Regions from separate parts of the Mus musculus genome. Here region 2 is linked to region 1. Evidence: chromatin contacts called from public promoter capture Hi-C data. All regions are on one chromosome and are shown on one strand. Each heading gives the region's core, a stretch centred on a gene start, on an enhancer-like site or on the middle of the called end of the contact. The rest is flanking DNA. Distances are from core to core; before and after follow the strand shown. Region 1 holds the start of Fnip1 (folliculin interacting protein 1). Region 2 holds the start of Atox1 (antioxidant 1 copper chaperone).

Region 1 (3,876 bases), core at 730-3,229:
CAAATTGTTCTTGGGTGAAAGGGGGTTAAGGACTGTGGAAAAGGAGGGAGCACAAGCTGACAGAACGAATGGTTGTGAAGGTTCAGTGGAGTGCTGAGTATAAACTGTGTTTGTCTGTCAGCCCTCATGGGACAGTAACCTTCCCCGTGTATTCATCTTTTATTGTATTTTAATTATATATCAAGGAAATTTTAAAAGCTGGATTAATTAGATCTCAAGTCACTAGGTATGTGATCCAGAATTCTCATTTTCTCACATTACACTTGTACACATCTTGTTTTCAAAGCAAGTTTTCACGATGAACTGCAGGTATTGGGCTTCCACGCTGGAAAAAGGATTATAAAGTCATCTCTACATTGCTACTTGCTCTATCTCACAAGGTTACTGTGAAATGAGATAACTGATGGGAAAGTTCTTTGGCAGCAGTAAAGTCTTACACAACCATATAGAACACTTACTCAAAAAGTAGATTTTGGTCACATTAACAAATTGAGACTCTTGTAATCTTGGTTACCCAAAGTCAGTCTCTGCACAGAAATAGAAACAGTGGTCTATTCAAATGTTATCTTTTAAATCTCTCTCCAGAGGCTGCTTCCCGGGTCTCTGGTTTTCCTAGGTGTCCCGGTGTATTATCTGGTGTTATCTGCACTTTCGCTTTTCAAAGGAAAAACAACTGTCAGATGACTACGGCACAAGACATTTACTTCCCATTACGAAGAAAAGCCACTGCCATGAAAATTCTTTTGTTAAGCTTGTTTCCAAAACGGTAACTGACCTTTTTCTCCCATTAAATATCAGTTAAATTACTTGCCATTTGATATTCAATCTCACACATTGTTTCCTGATGGGATCTGTATTATTGACAGCGTGGATAATTTGAAAAATATTAAAGCCTCTAAGACTTATGTAGTGCAGTCATCTGATACTTGGGCTTGCTGCAAAATTTGACACTGTTTCCCTTTTACTATTACTGTACAACTGAGTTCTCGGCCATACAGCCAAGTTTGTCTGATATGTGACATTTGGCCTAGTTACATGCGAAAGTTTCCATAGCGCATTATGGAAGACAAAACAATATCTTCTTCAAATACAATTCCACGGCTGAATTTAACCATTGAGCTAAGCTTCTATATATCTGACAATTCTAAAAAGTTACTGTACCAGCAACAGGTACTGCAATCAGAAAGAAACAAAGCATGCAATCACAAACAAACACACACACACACACACACACACACACACACAGCTACCGTTTTCCATTTGCAAGAAACTCCTTTTCAGTAACAGGTGTAAGAAGGGAAAGAAAATTCGACAGTAAGTTCTACCGCAAGTCCTCCTCGAGTCTGGTCAGTAGTAACCCTAACCACTTCGGTTTCGCATTTCTCCTTCGATAACACTAAGGTCGCTCGGCAAGAGAACTGCACAGCTCCAATTTTAGTTTCCAAGAAGCCTGACAGACCGCCAGCCTGCCCACTCGCTCCTCCAGCCTCCTCAGTGCTCCGCAGGTTGGCCGAACGCGCGACAGTCTGCACAAAGCCACCCGAGGGCTGCGGATCACAGGGAGACAGCAGCTCCCGGCCGGGCCCCGGAGGCCTGCGGTGAGGTCGCAGCCCGGGCAGCGTGCGGACCGACAGCCTCCCGAGGCCGCCGTGCTGGGGCTGGGGACGCGGCGCGTGGCGCGGGCGGGGCATAAACAGCCTAGCGAAGAGGGCAGGGGACCGCACGCCCCGCCCGAGGCCGCGACCCCTCGGGGGCCCGCGACGCCTCACCTGAACGCGCAGTCCGGGTCGCGGGCGTCTCGTCCCGGCGCGCCTAATCCGCTCCGCTTGCTGAAGAGCTTCTGGAACAGGGTGGGGGCCATGCTGGCCGCCGCAAGACTGGGGTCGCTCGGCTGGGAGCTCGCAGGAGGCCCCCCGCTCCTACCGCCACCCCGCCACCCCCATGGGCGCCTCAGTCATATGACAGAAATTAGTCACTTCAAACGGCCACGGCGCGCGGGGCGGAGCGCGAGATTGAGGTCGCGGCGATTGGCTGGCGACGAGCCGTATCACGTGGCAGCAAACTGAGCGGGGGGCGGGGTGGGGGTGGGGAGGCGGGGCCGCCTGCCATTGGCTGGCTCACGGGTCCGTCACGCGGCCTCTCACGGGGCGGGGCGTGCGAGGGCGCGCGCGGCTGGGTGGCAAGAGAAAGCCTCTGGGACCCAGGCCCGCCTCTGACCCTCCCAAACTGCTAGGGCTCTAGGAGGAGACCTAGGTCTGTGACTTGAGGTGCGGTTTCCATTGACGCCCGCACTTAGTCTCTAGGAAGATCTAGCGACTGGGGGCTCAGGCTCGATCTCCTTGGTAACCAAAAAGATCACAAGCAAAACCAAGAGAGGCAAGCAGCCGTAAAAAAAAAAAAAAAAAAAAAAAAAAAAAAAAGACATCTATCTAAAAATATCTAACCCTTTATGCTAAGTATTTAGAATTTGAAAGACTGCGGTTAAAGAGCTCAGTAGTTAGAGGCCCTGGGTTTGATCCTCATCACCAAACAAGAAGTTTAGCAAAATGTCTAAGAGAGACAATCAGAACTTCCATGAAACAAAGCTGTATATCTTTAATATCTGGGTATGAGGAAAGGAGGAACTGTAACATTGTTACCAAATGGCAAGACTGCTCTCAAAACGGAAAATACAGCTCACGAACATCCTTCCAGTCTTATCAAACCATCAGTGTTCAGATCAAATTCGTCATCCGTTTACCAGGATGAGGGATTTCGTACAGTGGAATGAAGTTCTCTGAGAAATGTGGATGAATGTGGGGAAATACTGGTGTATGTTTGCAAGGGTAGACAAAGACGCTTGAGAATTTCACTTAGCTAGACATAGGAACCAAATCTTTAAGAAGTTGTCAGCTGATCTGCAGTTGAAAAAAAATAAATAAGTAGCCCTTATTTACATGGGAAAAAGAAAAAATGCCGGGCAGTGGTGGCACACGTCTTTAATCCCAGTACTTGGGAGGCAGAGGCAGGCAGATTTCTGAGTTCAAGGTCAGCCTGGTCTACAGAGTGAGTTCCAGGACAGCCAGGGCTACACAGAAAGATCCTGTCTCGAAAAAACAAAACAAGAAAACAAAACAAAAGAATAAAAGAAAAATTAGCAGGATATTTTTATATCGTTAATAATTTATCACTGGTCAGCATGTTGAGCTGTTACAACATGTTACAAAGTCTCATGTTACAAGACTTTTTTATATTTATTGAGACAGGGTCTCTTGCTGGCCTGGAGCTCACCAAGTAGTGTAGGATGACCTTTCTGCTTCATCTTCTTTGACAGCACAAGAATCACAACCTTGCATTCCTTTGCCCATCCTTGAAGTAGATTCTGGGAATGGAATGCAGGTCTTCTTGTTCACACAGCAAGCACTTCATCTCCAGAGCTGCCTTCTGAAGGTGTTGGAGGAGGAGGGAGAAGTCTCCAGTTCACTCTCCTGTCTCCACCGCTCCAGTACACAAGACATTTAAAAAGCACTAATTATAGATAACTAAAACGAGAATTTGCAGCCAAGCAGTGGTGGCATACACTCTTAATCTCAACACTCTGGAGGCAGAAGAGGGTGGATCTCTGTGAGTTTGAGACTAGCCTGGTCTACAGAGTGAGCTTCAGGACAGCCATGGCTACACAGGGAATCAAAAAATAAATTTGCTCATTGCACAAATTTAAGTTCTGTATACTGGGGATCAACATTAACAACAGAAAAGTTAATTTTATAAGCAAGAAGACTGTAAATGGTAAGGTAATTGCAGAAAGTGATTAGTGTTACGCAATTAATGAACTAAACAATGAAATTATGTCACAGGAAGGTCTTTCTGAGAATGTAGTGCAATAGTTAGATTTTA
Region 2 (3,876 bases), core at 655-3,154, 1.0 Mb before region 1:
GCAGAGAGTGGTATCAGTTCCCTTTGGGGATATAGATGCTTTCCCAGAAGCCTCCCAGCCAGAACGTTCTGCAGGGGGACCTGTTTCTCGGACACTTATGTCTTAACCTTCTGGACAGTTGAATCTTCTCACATCCATCACACTTTTGTATCAGGGTGAAGGGTTATTAGTGCTTGGGACATGGTGTTTTGTAGTGTAGACTGGCTTTGAACTTTCAGCAATCCCCCTGCTTCCAATTCTTTTTGTTGTTGTTTGTTTGTTTTTGTTTTTGTTTTGGGGGGGTTGAGACAGGGTTTCTCTGTGTAGCCCTAGCTGTCCTGGAACTCACTCTGTAGACCAGGCTGGCCTCAAACTCAGAAATCCGCTTGCCTCTGCCTCCCGAGTGCTGGGAGCAAGGCGTGCACCACCATCGCCCAGCCTATTATGTTCTTACATTTATTTTATTTTAGTTCATTTTATTTAAGACAGGTTCTCATGAGGCTCAGACTGGCCTCCAATTCATAAATCCCCTGCCTCAGCCTCTGGAGTGTAGGGGGAATGCTTGTTTTTTTTTTTTTTAAGATTTATTTATTTATTATATGTAAGTACACTGTAGCTGTCCTCAGACACCCCAGAAGAGGGCATCAGATTTCGTTACGGATGGTCGTGAGCCACCATGTGGTTGCTGGGATTTGAACTCGGGACCTTTGGAAGAGCAGTCGGCGCGCTCTTAATTACTGAGCCATCTCGCCAGCCCCGGGAATGCTTGTTTATAGACACATGTGTGCCACCCTTACCCCATCCAGCTAGTCTTAGATTCTTAGGCTTTCCCCTGTTAGCCAACTTCTTATAACTTTTATGTTCAAATTATAGCATGGTTTCAGACTGAACCCATCCTGACACACAAAATGGCAGATTGCCTACTTAGTTTAGGGATCTCCTCTCAGCCTCCAGCTCAAGGACACAAATGGCTGGTAGAGGAGATAGATCCAGTCGGTTGGTCCTTCTGGCACTCTTGAGGAAGCCAATCTTCTTCATGGGTGTCAGTTACCCATGCAGTAACTCGGTTTACTGGGGCTGCCATAATTGGGTGGGAAGGACGCAGTCTCATGGGTTTTTTGTTTTGTTTTGTTTGTTTGTTTGTTTGTTTGTTTTTTGCATAGCCCTGGAGCTTGCTCTGTAGACCAGGCTGGCTTTGAACTTAAGAGATCCACCTGCCTCTGCCTCCAGAGGGCCAGGATTGAAGGAAGGCATGACCACCACCTGGCCCAGCTCTGCCTCAACTTTTCAAGCACTGGGATTACAGTTGTGAATTTATCTACTATGTGCCTTAAATTTGGATTTCTTTTTTAATATGTTTTTTCAGGAAAGGGTCTCAAGAAGTCCAGGATGCCCTTGAACTTTGCAGCCGCAGTAAGCCTTGAACCCAGAAATCTTCTGCCTCAGCCACGTTAGTATCCGGGTCAACAGGCCTGGCGCCCTAGGTCAGGCCACTGTAGTTTAGGGACTGAGTTGAGTGGTAAGCAAGAGAGATGGTCCCTTTAGGGAGATGCCAGATCTTTTATTCCCAGAGCCTTGGCCTTGCATTCCCTAGCCCTGTTTCAGAAATGACCCAGCAGAAAACGCAGGTCTGGCCTCCACAAGATAGCCTTAGCTTGACCTCAAAAAAGCCTGGCCTTTCCGCGTCCGGAGGGGCGTGACCTAACCCAAAAGAGAGGCGGGACCTAGTGAAATATTCATATCGAAAGGCACGGTAAGCAAGAGGAGGCCAGCCCAAGGGAGGAACCTAGCTCTAACTGGACCGGAAGGGACAGGGAATTTAGCAGATCCTTCCTCAAAGGGCCGGGCCTTGACGAAGCTAGCCCCGGAAGAGGCGGGGCATAAGTGGAGCCCAGCCCTAGGGCGGGGCCTGGCCGAAGGATGGGTTGGCCTGAGGGCGGGGCTTTCAGGAGCGCTCTCCGGAAGCGCAGCTTTGGTGTCCGGGAGAGGAGTTCCAGTCGTCGTCGCCGCTGCCACTGCCCGTGTGTGCCGCGTCAGTCATGCCGGTAAGTGGCCGTTCGACCCGCGGGAACTTCTGTCTCCAGCCCGGATGCACTGTTTCCGAGCCCGACGCTGCTGTCAGGGCGCAGGCCGTGGCCAGAGCTGCAGTCGTTTCTCAGTTTACCTTCCGCACGGTCCTCCGGCTTCGGGACCCTCCGGAAAGCTGCAGAGAGCAGTGTAGTGCAGAACACAGGCCTCCGGATCGCCCTAGAGAGTCTTCGAGAGGCAGCCCCATCCTTTTCTGCATAATGGGGAAACTGAGGCAGGGAGGTAGGGCAGAGAACCCATATAGGAATGCGGGTACCTGGCCTTTCCACATGCATACCCTGCCGCCTGCAGGCTTTCCAGAGAAGCATGTCTCTGTTCATCTCTCCTGCCCACACTGCCCTGCTTCCACTTCAGCACTGGGCCGACAGGGTACTTTCTTCCCCAACCAGGAATCCCAAAGCTCAGAGCAGAGTTTAAGGAGCCGAGAGCAGCGCTTATCTTGCCTTTGAAATCACCCCACTCCTTTGCATGGCGGCTTCTAGTCTCATTGCTTAATTTAAAATGAAGGCCTTACATGAGGCCTTGGCACATTACACAAGAAGAGAAGAAAAACCCCAGTGCTTGCTGGAAAGCGTTTATTGTTGGGAGCTAGCTAGGTAGGTAGGATACAAGATGGAGCCAGACCACCTGGGAAGTGCTGGGCAAAACCAGTTGTACTTGTTTGGGGGCAAGCTCTAATCTCAACTGAGTTCCGGAGATGCTGGTCTAGAGTTGTGGAGTGGAGAGCATTTTCCTCCCAGTGCCTCTCAACCCAGAGGTCTCCCAGGAGTATTCTGTGTTTTAGCAGCTTATCTTCTGGGAATGAACCTGAGGCTTCTTCCTGGTACAAATCCTTAAACCTCTCAGGTGTCATTCTTGTGGTTCCTGCCCATTGTCTTCAGACCCTGTCTGCACAAAGCACAGACCAAAAAAAAAAAAAAAACTTGGTAAAGTCCATCCTGCCAGTCAAGCTAGTCCATGTGACAGACTCCTTGGTGACCTCAGGATTCCAGAGTGGAGGCTGCCCGGCTGCTCTTCAGAGGGCAGCAGTGAAGGAAAAAAATAGCTTGAGGGCCTCTCTGTTCTGTGTCTGCCTCTGGGGACACAGGATTTAATGGGAGATGAACAGGCACCTTATCAAGACAAATTGCTAAGTGCAGGGAGGTATTGGTCAAGTGCTACCTCCAATCTAGCCAGGGAAGTAAGTCTTACCCAAGATAGTTTGCAGACCAAAGCTTAACCCAGAAACCTGAAAGTTTGCCCTTGGCTTGCCAGCTGGGCAGCCTCAGGCAAGTTGTTCTGCCTCTCTGAGCCTTTGTCTCCTCATCTGTAAAATCAGGACTGAAAACAGACCTTTCAGGACTGAGGTTGGTATTAACTGGAGTTATATCATCATATTTAACACAGCTAGTGACCCATCTGTCCCCAAGGAGTAGTGACTCTTATGTTGATGTAGGTCGAGTGGGGTAGAACTGGGTAGGCAGGCTTCCACTCCAATTTAACATGGGTCTCACTGGTTAAAAGTTCAAGTCTTGTGTCCTCTCTCCAGCCTAGGCCTTCCTACTCATGAGCTGTGTCTCCTGGGGTCAGTATTTAACCCCGGAGCTTCAGCCTTCTGATCTCTCACAAGGTAGAGTTTCCTGGCTTTTTGAATCATTGTAGCGATTAAAGGAGACATAAAGGAGACAGTGTAACAAGGTGTGAGAGAGTCGGGCACATCAGAGATGTGCAGATACTAGTAAACAGGACTCTAAGACACCAGTGTTCAAAGACTCAGCGTCCTCTAGAGGAATAGTGTCCTCCTCTTCCTCTTTCTCCTCCCCCTCCTAC

The links. Capture Hi-C pulls out chosen DNA fragments and counts their contacts.
Region 2: a contact with region 1 is called in a promoter capture Hi-C map of liver, with 2.5 times the contacts expected there. The contact joins the promoter of Atox1 here to the promoter of Fnip1 in region 1. A contact is called at or near these places in 1 of 39 promoter capture datasets (pre-B cells), 1 of 484 Hi-C or Micro-C datasets (the G1E-ER4 cell line) and 2 of 9 other capture datasets (adipose tissue and liver).

Annotation. Positions count from the first base shown.
Region 1 is chr11:54,436,282-54,440,157 of GRCm38.p6, reverse strand. Fnip1 (folliculin interacting protein 1) reads right to left here and starts at 1,979. Exons shown (of 18, transcript NM_173753.4): 1 at 1,770-1,979. The coding sequence starts at 1,861. It overlaps LOC115487771 (a long non-coding RNA gene), which reads right to left and starts at 1,763. Exons shown (of 2, transcript XR_003949675.1): 1 at 1,251-1,763; 2 at 1-527.
Region 2 is chr11:55,459,236-55,463,111 of GRCm38.p6, reverse strand. It overlaps Atox1 (antioxidant 1 copper chaperone), which reads left to right and starts at 1,904. Exons shown (of 4, transcript NM_009720.3): 1 at 1,904-2,024. The coding sequence starts at 2,019.